Linked DNA regions of Mus musculus: all the other regions are linked to region 2. A link is a contact called in public Hi-C data. All regions are on one chromosome and are shown on one strand. Each heading gives the region's core, a stretch centred on a gene start, on an enhancer-like site or on the middle of the called end of the contact. The rest is flanking DNA. Distances are from core to core; before and after follow the strand shown. Region 1 has its middle 26 kb from the start of Gm12519. Region 2 has its middle 79 kb from the start of Gm12511. Region 3 has its middle 150 kb from the start of Gm42291. Region 4 has its middle 90 kb from the start of Gm12519.

Region 1 (3,332 bases), core at 405-2,904, 380 kb before region 2:
CCATAGATACATATAGGTGAAGTTCTGCTTAATTATGGGAACTCAGGCTAGATACCTTTCCACTTACAAGGCTGTCCCACTGACTGACACACATCAACTGGCTTCGTTTTCTCTGATGCCCCAGACATTGTATGCATCTTGTTGACTTTTCTGTAACGATTTTCAAATCTCTCTCAGGTGATTGAGGACAAAGACAAAAACTCCACCAACAGATATTTGGAGACTATTAATAGAGTCCAGATGAGAATTGATAAAAGAACCCACCCTGGGGTGGAGGATATCCCATCCTTACTGTGTTTGTGCCAAATGAATGTTATTGGACTGAGGAGTCTGATTTGGTTCTCTAAGGGCAGAGTTGAATAATTGCTACAGACATCATAATTCTGGCAAAGCATGAACAACATACTGACTGACCCTTTCCAGACAAGGCTTGCCAGTGCTACGGAAGGACTCACAGTGGGTTTAAGAGCCAACCAAATGATGCCATGAAAAGCTAACTGGTGCTGGAGAGGCCAGGGTATCATTGGCATGAGATGGTCACTGTCGTCTTCTCTCATGGGACCACCCCCATCTCCATTCCTTTCTTTTGCATTTTAATTTCACCTCTTGCATGCTTCTTCCCTATTTTTCTTTTATTCCCACACTCGGACTATTTCTATCCACCAAATATTATTTTAAAGGAATAATTTATATCACAGTATATAATATCTTTGCAATATAGTATCTTAAGTAATTCTTTGAGAATACCACACATGCATATAATGGATTCTGATCCCAATCGCCTGTAAATAACACCATGATGACCAAGTATGAAAGCAGAATAGACATATTTACATGGTCTAGTTCTGGAAGAATATTTTTAAGTCGTGTCCAAGGACAAGAAGGAAGATGAAGACTACTACATCGTTATGAATAGCCGCTTCTAGAGTAAGCCTTACTACTTACTCTTCTTTTTCTGCCCTCTTACACAATCATAATGAATCCATCCTATCTGCCAAGCGTCTGTGATTTAAGCAGCCTGGTTTCAGCGCTCCTGTCATTACATAGACATTGTCTGTAATAGGGCCTCCCACACTGCTACATGTTGGACACACTCGTAAATCCTACCTGTGATTCATCTCCGTTGAATTTGTGAAACTGCTCTGGAGAAGAGTCACTGAGTATGTGGAAAATATTACTGCCATTTTTATTTTTTGCAATCTTGTTTAAAAAAAAAATAGTCCTGCTACCCCAGAAGTCTAAATTGTGATCTTAATTCTGCCCACCAGGGTTTATTTGTGAACACTGATTCTACTTTTTGAGCTGCCATTGGGAAAGATTATTTCTGATGGAGCCCGACCTTCTGAAGCTGGCATGCACAGTGCAATGGAAGGAAATAAAAGCATTATGTCTTTTAAAATGAGCGTTCCAGCTTTGCTGTTTCCCAGCCATTTTATGCCAGCTTCCAGTGCCTCAGTTTCCCCATCTGTGGGCTTACCAATAATGCACCAGGTTAAGATTGAAGAGTGTGATTCAAATGCAAGCAACCATATCAGCCTGGCAGTGAACAGGTGTTTGCAAATGGCCTTCTATGAAGGAGATGAACTAAGTGAGAGTCCTTATTAAGGGAGGATGCAATGGTGTCATGGAAGAATCCAGAAGGAAGCCGTACTTCCTGTCTCTGACTCAGCCAGAAGCAGGAAGAATCTGCCGCACGCACATGTTCTGTGAGTTGCACACTGTCAACTTGTTGAAGGCACGGAAGGATGAGTCAGGGGACATGGGATCTGCTTTGCTGTGAATTTTATGTGCTTCTTACATAAGCCATGGTGAAATTCTTGCCCTATATCTATATGTCTTAATATCTGGCCATATATCTATCTGTCTATACATCTATAACGTGAAGGTTGGTTTCAGATAGAAATTTCTCCAAGTTTTTACGATATTTGATACAAAGATGGTATAGACTTGAAACACTAGGAAAATATGTCTATTGACTAAAGAAACCAGTGATATTTATTTTTATGTTATTGAAGATTAATACATAGAGTTCTTCATTATGGATGAAGAAAAATGGATTGTGTATATGCACTGTAGTTTCTTTACTCTCCCCTTTGTTAGCAGACACCTAGGTGGGCTCTGCTAACTTAAGTGTGGTGACTCATCTGCCAATAACCACTGATGGCACAACCAATGATTTTGTTTTAAATATCACCTTGAAAAATGAAAGCATATAGTGTAATTGTAGTATTTTCTAAGCCACCACACAGCTCCTCAGACTCCATTTTCAAACAATCTTAGGATTTGGAAAGACAAGTGCCCCATCCTATCATCAGGAGGAAAGCAGACTTGTGATCACCCCGATTGTAAATAAATGTACCCAGACCTCAAACCAAACCGGCCTGAAACCAATTTTGCAAACTCTCTTCTTTCAGGGAGAATCCATGTCAGTGCGTCAGGTAGTTACTGTGTCAGCTTCAGGTACCGGTGGTTCACATTTATTGCCCACACGCTTTCTGTCTGAGAGGAGGTCTTCTTGCGCGGCTCTAGGACTTTCCGGCATGAAGAATTCATTTGCCTAGAGCTGTCTTTGTAATGCTCGCTCTAGATTTTATTAAAGGAGAGTCCTCAAGCAAGAAATGTTCCAACAGAGGGCAGGCAGTGACATCAGGAGCACAAGATGCCCTGATTAGTGGCCATGGCCTCCTGTTTGATGGTGTCTGGAGAAAGATGCTTAATAGCTGGGTTCATCACACACGTGATCTACAGAGTATCATCCAAATAGAAAGCAGAGCCCCTTTTTGGTGTCGGTACCAGTAAACTCAGGACGAATCCAAATCCTTGGAGTTTCGGTGTACCCATGGGAAAATTTATAAAATAACTGCCTGATGAATGTTCCCTTTACCACAGGCCTACTGTCTTTCTCTCTAGAACCTCCCCTGTTTCTTGCAAGAGGATGACGTATCCTCCTCTGAGTCCTCAAGCCACAGTCTTTGTCTACTGAGGCATCTGTTCATCACAGGACAGTTCTGATTGTATGTTTATTTACACGTCTCTCCCACTGGGCTGTGTGGTTCATCAAGACAAGACTGTATAAACACACCACAAACTCATGCATGCATGTACTCGCACGCATGCTCACAATGGCACACACACACTGAGTGTATGTTTTCAGATCTGTTCCAGTCTTAAGATTTCAGAGTCAAGGATTACCATGTGTGACTCTGGGGATGTCATAGTGGATCCAAGATTCCACCAGCTCTCCTCACCATCCTGACATTTCTGTCCCTAGGTCTCATTTTTTACATTTTTGTAGCTCCATATCCTTCCTCGATGTTCTGACATACATGGTG
Region 2 (3,343 bases), core at 306-2,805:
GAGACATCAGTATCTAACCTAGGACAACCGGGGTGTACTAGAAAACGAGGCCTCCTCGTGTGATTTTTTTCAGAGCACCCAGTCACCAAAGACAGATGTGTGGAGAACAGCTGGAAAACAGCCTTTTATCTGCCACCCAGCAGGTGGTATAACTGGATGATATACTTGGCTCAAGTGACTGTCAACCATGGGAGGGAACTATCAAAAGATTCAACAGTGTTGCAGGGGAGTACAATGAGTGGACAGCAATGAGTTAAACCTATGTCTTTGGAATTAGCCCCATTCTTCTTCTGAGGTTGTACAAACTTGGCCCAGCTGTGACCCTTTCCTGGGTCTCTGGAAGAAAGGTGAGCAAACCTGCCTTAAAGGAGAGTAAGTGACAGTGCTGTGTGAAGCTGCTGAAATATCCCAAAGCTAGGAGCCAGGTGCGGAGCTCACCTGTCACAGAGACAGGGAACGGACTCTTTGCGCCCCTATCTGAGAAAACCCAAACATAAATCATCCTTTGAAAAGGGTGCCTTGGGTGCCTCTCCTTGCAGGGGCTCGAGCCCTTTCCAAACATCCACACCCCCTTTAATCCAGGTAAACACTGAAAGAGAAACGCCTGGAAAAGTGGCGCTTTTTTTGATGTATGCAGGCAATGAACAAATGAGGCTCAGCTTCTACCGTAAGGTCACAGGAGGCTCCTGTGGGTTAGGGAACAACCTGCCACTGACTGTTAGCTAAGCTGCCCTCAAGACTGGAGAGCAGAGAAGCAGCTAGAAAACCCCTGTTGTGTGTGCTAAGTATTGCAACTCGCAGTTCTAAGAGAATGTAAGAAGAAACCGAAGAGACTCGGACAACAGAGCTAAACTTTTATTTATCCCCCTCCTGCTTGATTTGAGTAGGATCTGTTAGTCCAAAAGTAGTAACAGGATACAAGGAGGGAGGAGGGGAGGCGAGATGCTTTAGACATGGAAATTGACGTCTTTCCCCTTCTTTTTAGTTCAAAATCAAAAAGGGAATTCAAGGAGAAGAGACTAGAGCGGGTGGGGGGGGGGGGGGGGGAAGAGAGGAGAAGAGAGCGAGGAAGAGAGGAGCCCGGAGTCGTCCGCAGTCCGCGGGCTTCCTACCCGCAGAGCCAGGACCGAAAGCGCTTTTCCGCAGCCGCCGCGGGCTCGGAGCTTTTAAGGGTTTCTAATCCTGGAAGGCTGTCTGACATCACCCCGTTTCTTGTCGGCTGATGTTTCGTACAAGCCTCTCATTTCCTCAGCGATCTCGGAGCCGCCAATTACTGCCCCGATCTGGTGTTTATGTTTGCCCGGTCCTGCGCCTGGCCCCGCGCCCGCCCGCGAGCCTGCGCTTCCCTGGCCGCGCGGCCCGAGGGGGTGGGTGGGGGGCCCTGGCCCGCGCACCCCAGCGCAAGGGAGGGGTCCCCCTTCATTTTTTTTCATTGACTTCAGCACCATGTGATCAGGAAGTCTGGCCTCCCTCCATTTCCCCTCCCGACTGAAGGGAAACATTGTGTAGCAGCCTGCCGCGGCCACTGGTGGGATGGCCTTCGCTGGCCTGACGTAGGGGGATAAAAATAACCGGCATATTTAAGGCCGGAGCAGGAATCCCGGCGCTCACACGCGGCCTGGTCAGTTCCCGACGCCGCCAGCAGCGCTCTGCGCAGCATCCTAGCTGCTGCGCCAGCCAGCTCGGGAGTGCCTGCACCGCACATCTTGCCCTTGACCTGGGGACCCAGGCCTTGGAGAGGCACCTCGCAGAGCCCTACCCTCTCCATCCTCGGCGGCCTTGCGTTCTGTGTGCTGCCTCCCTAGAGATGAGAAAGGAAAATGCACATCAGGATGGCCTCAGAGAAAGTGGCCAAGAAGCCTGATGCTCCCAAGGTTAATACAGCCTTTGTCTCAGGGGAAGGTGACAACAAGCTGCCACTCCAAAAGCTGCATGCCTCCAGCCAGGCTCAAATCAAGTCCCTTCTACACCTCCCTTTTATACTGGAACTGCGTGTTTCGAAGATTTACAAACATGTGGGAGAGCGAAAAAACAAAGCAGCAGCATTTATCAAGGCCAACTTCATCAAATAAAACAGAAAAGATCCACCATCATCACTACGCCCCTAGAATACCTAGTAGTCTGAAATAATATGATTTCCCAGTAACTTGTCCAGCTGTTGCCCACCCCACCCCACCCTACCCCACCCCCAGCCAGAACACTCAGGCTGCCCCCTACAGCCCTTCACTGGGGCCGCCAGCTATGCAGGGACCCAGAAAACAGAAAAGGAGGAATATTCCTTGTGCCTAGATGTGGAAGCCCTCATATCCCACAAGCACCCTCCCTCCCTGTGAATCTGTCTGCAGCTGGCATTCTCCTGCTCATGCCCTCGGGTAAACCTAGTGCCCTGTACAAGAATTTCGGACCTCTTATTTTTACACAAAGGGAAACTGAGGCTGGGCGAGGTGAGTCAATGTGCTGATAGGACTTTCTGCACCATCTCCGTTCAGTTGCATCATCCATGCCGTGGCGATTTCTCACTTCGTGGAAGGAAGCCAACTCAGTTCTGCTGCCCCTCCTCCTCAGCTCCAATCCAGCCCAGCAGAGGTGAGTTCTCTGACCTGTGGAAACCTCACCTCTGCTCCATACACAAGTTTTTACTCCCAATTAAAAATGAGAAGTCTCCCTGTCTTCCGTTGTCTAAAGTAACAAGATATTCCAAAATTTCTGGCACAGTGACTCTCCTAAAAAGCCAAATGTTATGAGGAAAAGGAACGGACACCCTCCCTCCCTCCCTCCCTCCTTCCCTCCCTCTCCACTTTTTGGTATTACAGGGATGACAAATATCTATTTGTCCGGGTGGACGAGGCAAAGAAGTATTCCCTAAGAAAGACTGAGATTTAACCACCTCAGAGGAGGAGACTCCAAGGATAGATGTGACTTGGCTGATTCTGCAGCTCCCAGCACACTGACTGACAATTGCTGTTCTTGACCCATAATAATTAGACTGAATGGATAGAAGGGATGAGGGAAGCCAGGTACAGCAGATCAACCGAGGTACATCAGAAATGTGTGGTCTGGTCAAAGCTTTAGTGACTAGTGATAGTCACATTACCATATCCCTGGAAGGTAGATGCCATTGTCCCCGCTGTGAGTGTACAGAAAGTGCCACAATATGAAAGTCTGAGCACAGCATTTGAACCCAGACAGCTTACTTCCAGAAGCTGTGTTCTTAACTACTAGGCTAAATTCCAAAAAGCTGAGATGTCAGAGAAGCACCCACCCTTCCCTAGGCACCTCCTTGGTTCCATGAGGCTGAGTCCTGAAGAAGAAAAGGCTTTGTCTCTCAAGGCCCCAGGTCTCA
Region 3 (3,427 bases), core at 900-3,399, 510 kb before region 2:
TGTCTCCCAAAAGCCTACCCTGGATGATGGAGGTGATCAGCTGAGGACCATAAGGGAATCTTGAATGCATAACATCATAACATTGGGCAGAAGCCAGACTCAGACAACACAGACAACTTGAGTCTATTTATATAAAATGTGTGTGTGCTTGTGAATGTGCGTGCATGTCTGTGTGCATGCCTTTGCACCTGCATGTGTATGTGTAAGCATGTGTGTATATGTCGATGTCTCTGTGTGTGGTATATCTGTTTGTATGTTTGTGCTTGTGTGAGTATGTATATTTTGTATGTGTGTGTGTGTGTGTGTGTGTGTGTGTGTGTGTGTGTGTGAAAGAGAGAGAGAGAGAGAGCGCACATGCATGCACATGTGGTGTATGTGTGTTTAGTCCAGAGGCCTCAGGTGTCTTTCCTTGGGCACTACGAACCTTGTTTTTTGAGACAGAATCTCTTACTGAACCTATCGATAACCAAACAGGCTAAGTTTGATGACCAGTGTCTCCCAGCTTTCTGCCAGTCTCTGCCACTGCTGCACTGGTATGACAAGTACTTACCACCGTTCCACACCCAGCTTCGTTACATGAGTTGTGGGGATTGAACTCAAGACCTCATTCTTTCAAGGCAAGAAACACAGACAGGGCATCTCCCCAGTTCAATATTGTGGACGCCCGACTCGCCAGCAAGGAAGATGCCATAACAGGATTCTTCTGCACACGTTTATTGGAAGAGCGTGATAGCAAAGGCGAAAGACCCCGAGCCCCAAAACTGGCATTGCTTATATACTCTCAGCCCCCCCCCCCCACCATCATCCACTTACAGCAGGCCACGCCACCTCACCAGGCATGCAGCTTCAGCCAATCAGGGCGGCAGGGGCATGTTTCCACCAAATATGCACTTGTTTACACCGCCAGCATCATGGTGCACCTGCGCAGCTCTCACGATGGTCGTGGCTTATTTTCAGGTGTATGAGGAAGTCAGGTGCAAGTCATAAGACTTAGCTGCAGTCCCGGGTGCCATCTTGGGACTGCTGCCACACCCGCTCCTCACACAATATATCTAAGAGTGTAAAACCAGGCAAAGAAGAGCTTGATTTCAAAGATATTGAAGACATTACATAGAAATGAAATTTTGATTAAACAACCAGAAGGTGAGCCTTTGGAGTGGGGCATGTCATTATGTAGAAGGTACCTTTTTAGGTAGATGAGTGTCATATTGTGTAAGCAATCATACTAGATAGTCTGTGGCACTTTTAGACCTTTGTGTATAAGTTTAAACCCCTTTATTTTGATACCCGTGTCATTTCACAATAAAAATTGTCTATAAAAGTGGAATAGTGGTTACCAGAAAAAAAATAGATTGTCATGTGCCCATTGCCCAAAGCCACTGTTGGAAACACCTCACTGCATCTCTCTGCAATTAAGAACACATCCTTCCCCCTCCTCCATCTGTTTCATTCATGGCCTGTGTAAAGTACAATGGGGCAGCCGAGGGAGAGCTTTTGTTTGGTTACTGTTCGGGATTTTCCCCCTGTATTTGAATGAACCATATTGAATAAATAATGACTTGATGGAGCAATGTGTGTCTAATTAAGCTCCTGCTTCCCTCATGCCTTTCAGGGCTCTAACATTTACTGAGTTAAAGCTTCGATCCTGTTGGTGAGGCCACGCACCTCTCTTCTCCAGGGATCTCCTCCATTTCTGAGGTGGGAAGCAAACCATCAGGCTGCAGATTTTATTAGAAGCAGGAAGTAGTGTCAGGAATATTAAGCAGGCCCCGTGTTGATCCCTCCACATGCCTGTCAGCTCGGCTCTCCTCTGGCTGGAAGGCCTGGACCTTGCTTCTTCTGTGTTATATAAGCTGAGAGACTGACTTGATCTGCATGGATGGGCTGCACAGGCCCTCGGCTGTCCTCTTGCCAAGTGTTCCAAAGCATGGAGCTGCTCGTTTAAATGAGCCCTCAGAGGGGAACTGAATTTTTCCTCACTGACCCCTGCTCATATCACAAAACATTTTTGATACATTTGGATTAAAATGTCACCCTCACGTGTGTCCTTCTTTTCGCAAGATGCGTGGAAACTGGATCAGACCGAATATGAAGCAAACCAGGCCCATCTGATTCATCCAGCGTACTCATTAACATCCTCCCATGTTGCTCTCTCTGTGACCCATTTTGAGTCATCCTTCTGGTGACTAACAGGGACTACATACAGCAATAGGCAATGGGTCCCAAATTGCTAGTAGGACCTTTTTACCAAAGCAAGGGATCTTCCCACACTCTGAGTGACCATCATCGGCCTTTGCACGTCTGTCTTCCAGACTGCTTAGCTGTTCTCTTGAATTAGACAATGCATCAAAAGCACAAACACGTTTGTGCCTGATTACATTCATTCAGATCCATACTGGGACACTGGGACACTGGGACCCACTATGCACCAGCCCTGCAGTAGGTGATGGAGCTCAGAGGGGGCTCAATTTCACAGTTGTCATGGAAGTGAATTCATCTCACTCCAGTGACACAAATGCAATGTTGGGGATGCTTATAGGACAGGAGGAGAGGATTTTTAATGATCAACACTAAGAAGAACACAGACTAGGGCTGGGGTCCAGATTAGTTTTCCATGTCAGAAAGAGATTCATTACATCATTGACAAGAAAATTAGAAGACCAAAACTAAACTTTTTTTTTCCAAAAAAGTAACTTGCTTCAAGATGGTAAAATGCCACAAATACTCTTAATTAAGAATGCAGACTGGGGTCTGGAGAGATGGCTCAGGAGTTAAGAGCACTTGCTGCTCTTGCAGAGGTCCCTTGCTCAGTTCCTAGCACCTACATCAGGTAGTTTACAATCACCTGAAACTCAGTTCCAGGGCAGCTGATGCCCTCTTCTGGCTTGCTCAGACACCTGCACCCTGGGGCGCACATACACACTCTCAGGCATACTCACACATAGGAATAAAATAAAGGCAGCAATTAGAATGAAGCCCAGAGGTGGCTGACAGACATGTTCTCATCACAATGATGAAAGAACAAAACAAGAACAAAAACAAAACAACCAAAATAACCCCCCAAAGTCCCCAAGCCCCAAACCCAAATCCCAACAATAAAGAAACAAGAATGAAAAAAAAATGCCTGCCAATTTTCTCAGAGTAGAAAAGCTGTACTCTAAATCCTCTGCCACAGTGTGTTCATCTGAGATCTAAGCACACTGTATCTCACTGGAAGCTCAATGCTCATCAATGGACCAGATTAGTTAATGGCTTATTATATAAACCATGTGTGCACTTATGTAGAAAGTGTGAGAGCTGGTGTTTCATACAGAACGTGTAGAAATGAGCACACATGGAAAACTGGCTTTAGCTGGCCCCCAGTGAGACAAGTTGGTGCTAATGATAGCTTAGTCTCACCACTGGCTTTGTACAATTTGTAGAGAGC
Region 4 (3,337 bases), core at 201-2,700, 440 kb before region 2:
CAGCTACATCGGAAGTTCAGGATCATCCTTGGATAGGTGACATGCCTCCTTGTCCCTTATAAACACACACACACACACACACACACACACACACACACACACACACATACACACACACACACACAAACAGAGAGAGACAGACAGAGAGAGAGAGAGAGAGAGAGAGAGAGAGAGAGAGAGAGAGAGAGAGAGATCAACCACAAAGCAGGGGAGGGAGAGAAAGAGAGAACTCTTTGCCCTCACTTTGACGTTTGTTGGTATTTCTTACTGTGAACCCTTAATTTCATTGTTACTGAACACATGCTTTTCCCAGGTTCGGTGCTAAGCCCTCTGTGGATCACTAGTGGTCTTTATCACTTAGTGATTTAATTCTCTTTACCATTATCTCTGTTACAGAAGAGGAGGCAGATTTAGAGAAGTGACTTTACTTGGTCAAGGTAAATCAGAACTGGTTATCTTTAGATAGTGGAACATGGGTATTGTATTTCAAAGCCTGGAACTTAACTGATTCTATTTCTTTTAAGCATTTGGAACGTCCTCCTGGCTGGCCTTTACTTCTTCCCAGGCTCCAGGGCTCAGTATTTCATGGCAACCTACATAAATCTTCACCAAGTTTGACTAAGTGGGTTTAAATGCAATATAAAAGTAGCCATCAACTTCATACCCTTGAAACTCTGAGACTCCAACTACAAAATTGACATGATTCAAGTAGACGGCATTAGGTGTAATCACGTGTGATGTCCCCCAAAATGAATCATTTGGGTTTCCAGGGATTGCGGAGACACACTGTGTTTAGTGTTTAACTCCATTCTGTTGCCGCTGAACTTGATGAAGGACGGTGCTTGCTTTCAACTCCGGTGTCAAGATCTGACCCTTGCCTCAGCTCTGTGTCTCAGCCCTTGTCTGTGTCTGTGCCCCAGCCCAGTCCTGGATGGGGAGTTGCTTACTACACCCTGGGTTCACACTGTATCCTCAGCGTCTAGGAACCATTTGTCACTACTTCCTCTGAGAAAAAAACCTTGGTTCTTGACTTAGCTGTGTGTCTTACATATTTAGACTGCATATTGATTTTTTTTTTCTAACTAACTGTGAATGCCTCAAGCTCAGAGACAGTGTGACATGCACGATTAGTCATTTTTATCCCTGAATTACAAATTCAGAGAGGGGAAAATAACTTGTCTCCCAGGATCCAGATGCTGTACGCTTGAGGGAGGAAGCCACAAAGGCATCATTTCTATAGTGCAATGTACCTGTTTGGGGCTGTTCTACTCTGTGACACTTGGGTTGATTTCTTTAACTGTCAATTTCTTTTGGTGACCCAGCACCTCAAGGACAAGTCTCAAACATGTCTGGCTCTCACTGCTCCCTTGGCAGTGTTGAGTGGGGGACCTTGGACTTGTCACAACCTGTTCCTGAGCCTCACTTTACTCAGCTGAAATGTGAGCATCTTGGGCCAGATGGCATCAAGCCTCCTCCTTTGATTCTACCCAGGGTGTCCATGTGTGTGGCACACATCTACTCTGTGACCTTGGCACATCATAGGCCAAACCTTGCCAAATGAGCTGACTGAGCTGAGTTATGGAAAGGGGCTGAGGAAGAATGGCTCCTTCACATGGGTGCCTGTGCAGGGCAAGCACTATCACCAGATGAAAGTGATATCAGAGAATGCCAGGCAGGCCAGCACTTCAGCCCTCCGTGCCAGCAGCTCCACAGGATCAGAGGCCTTCCTGACACACTGTGACAACAGGCCAGGTCCAGGGCAGGACACTGTGAGAAGGTGAACCAGAGTGAGACCCAGGGCTTTTGAGGGTCTTGTGACCCCCAGACATGCCAAAAGCTGACGTCAGGCTCTGCTGCTTCTCAGCTCCTATGACACAGAACAGCAATATTTTCCTTTATAGAGACTATGTCACTCACAAAGTTGGTGTTCTGTCCTGGGCAGGCTGTCCTAGAGCTCTGTCCCTCCACCTCATGTCTTCCATAGCCATAGCTGGCAAGGGGAATCCCAACACTCGACCATCTTTCTTACCATTCTCCAGAAACAGGGAGGCACAGGCAGAAAGGCTTTGTCTTCTGTGCATCTCAGGAGCTATGGCAAAGTCCCCAGCTTCTCCTGGCTCCTTTCCTAGGCCAACTTTGTCTTAGACTTCAATGCCTAGATAGGGAGCTACCTCCTTCAGGTCACAGTCCCTGATTTCCTGTGGGCTTAGCTGAGCCAGAAGCTTCCTTTTTGCCAAGTTGCGATACTTTCTCAAATCTGAGCACGCAGAAGGAAAAAGAAAACCAGTTTTCCCTTTCACTCACCTTTGCACAATTAAGCCAACACCTCAACACCTTCAAGACCTTTTTCTCCGAGCGACACAAAATATATTGGAGAATCAAAAGAAAAAAAGGGCCAACAAAGTGGCTTAGTAGGAAGAGGTTCTTGTGGGCAGGACTGACAACTGGAGTTTAATCCCTGGATCTTGTAAGGTACCAAGGAAAAATGGAGTCCCAAGAGCTGTTCTCTGATCTCTATGTATATGCTGTGATGAGTGAGCACATACATACACACACACAAACACAGAGAGAGAGAGAGAGAGAAAGAGAGAGAGAGAGAGAGAGAGAGAGAGAGAGGGAGAGAGAGAGAGATACTCTAGTGTCATGGCATACACAGTCTACTAAGAGTTAGCCAAATCACCATCTAACATGTGAAAACTTAAAGCAAGTGCCCAGAGCAGCAGCTCACTGCACTCAATAGCAAGGATAACAAGCATAGAGAACTCTTTAGAAAGATGGTAATGGGGCCGAAGAGACAGGAGTAGGCGCAGACAAAGACAGTTCAGGAAGATCAGCTGTGCATTACTGATGCCAGCATCACTAGCTGATTGTCGGGCCTCAGACATGGTGACAACATATACATGCACGTGCCTGTACCTGAAGCTGCATTTTCTCAAAGTTGACTCTGGAGCTCCTGGCTAGGTGACAGTTTAGTCAATTTTCCCTGTCTCGGACACAGGCAATATTTTATTCACTCTTATTATGAGAAGTGTCCTTGTCTTGCCTATGTGATGTCACTATAAGCCCTGAGCAGGCCATGCACTGCAGACTTTCACATTCCTGTCAGTTAGAGCCCCCAAACTGTGTATTTATACTTTCCACCTAGAATCCTTGTTGAAATCTCCCCTTTCATATCCTTCATGCTCATGCCTATAGTTGCCTGGCCCATATAACTTCAACTACTTCTATTTCCAGCTTGCCTATGGAACTTTTCAGAGTGTGTTCCATGTTCCCCACAGAGCCTTTCCATCCTGAGGGAAAAGGCTTAATTCTGAGATTCAAACATCCTTGTTGAATG

What was found. A called contact is a pair of places that touch in the nucleus more often than the background predicts.
Region 1: a contact with region 2 is called in a Hi-C map of bone marrow-derived macrophages, with 18 read pairs. The contact joins two enhancer-like sites. A contact is called at or near these places in 5 of 484 Hi-C or Micro-C datasets (the BV-2 cell line, bone marrow-derived macrophages, nephron progenitors and 1 more), 5 of 115 datasets of contacts at active chromatin or transcription factors (the NIH/3T3 cell line, astrocytes, cardiomyocytes and 2 more) and 1 of 9 other capture datasets (embryonic stem cells).
Region 3: a contact with region 2 is called in a Hi-C map of uterus, with 2.2 times the contacts expected there. The contact joins two enhancer-like sites. A contact is called at or near these places in 1 of 15 datasets of contacts at CTCF or cohesin (the NIH/3T3 cell line), 2 of 484 Hi-C or Micro-C datasets (cortical neurons and uterus), 4 of 115 datasets of contacts at active chromatin or transcription factors (the NIH/3T3 cell line, astrocytes, craniofacial prominence and 1 more) and 1 of 9 other capture datasets (embryonic stem cells).
Region 4: a contact with region 2 is called in a Hi-C map of cerebellum, with 1.6 times the contacts expected there. The contact joins two enhancer-like sites. A contact is called at or near these places in 2 of 484 Hi-C or Micro-C datasets (bone marrow-derived macrophages and cerebellum), 2 of 115 datasets of contacts at active chromatin or transcription factors (cardiomyocytes and large pre-B cells) and 1 of 9 other capture datasets (embryonic stem cells).

Annotation. Positions count from the first base shown.
Region 1 is chr4:56,025,198-56,028,529 of GRCm38.p6, reverse strand. No RefSeq gene overlaps it. Among named protein-coding and RNA genes, the nearest start is that of Gm12519, 26 kb to the right of the region's middle. Within about 2 kb of position 1,654, at least 5 of the 459 cell types and tissues checked have an H3K27ac peak or open chromatin away from gene starts, as enhancers often do. A contact at or near this core is called in bone marrow-derived macrophages, where this site is marked.
Region 2 is chr4:55,649,478-55,652,820 of GRCm38.p6, reverse strand. No RefSeq gene overlaps it. Among named protein-coding and RNA genes, the nearest start is that of Gm12511, 79 kb to the right of the region's middle. Within about 2 kb of position 1,555, at least 310 of the 459 cell types and tissues checked have an H3K27ac peak or open chromatin away from gene starts, as enhancers often do. A contact at or near this core is called in bone marrow-derived macrophages, cerebellum and uterus, where this site is marked.
Region 3 is chr4:56,159,448-56,162,874 of GRCm38.p6, reverse strand. No RefSeq gene overlaps it. Among named protein-coding and RNA genes, the nearest start is that of Gm42291, 150 kb to the left of the region's middle. Within about 2 kb of position 2,149, at least 16 of the 459 cell types and tissues checked have an H3K27ac peak or open chromatin away from gene starts, as enhancers often do. A contact at or near this core is called in uterus, where this site is marked.
Region 4 is chr4:56,089,219-56,092,555 of GRCm38.p6, reverse strand. No RefSeq gene overlaps it. Among named protein-coding and RNA genes, the nearest start is that of Gm12519, 90 kb to the right of the region's middle. Within about 2 kb of position 1,450, at least 10 of the 459 cell types and tissues checked have an H3K27ac peak or open chromatin away from gene starts, as enhancers often do. A contact at or near this core is called in cerebellum, where this site is marked.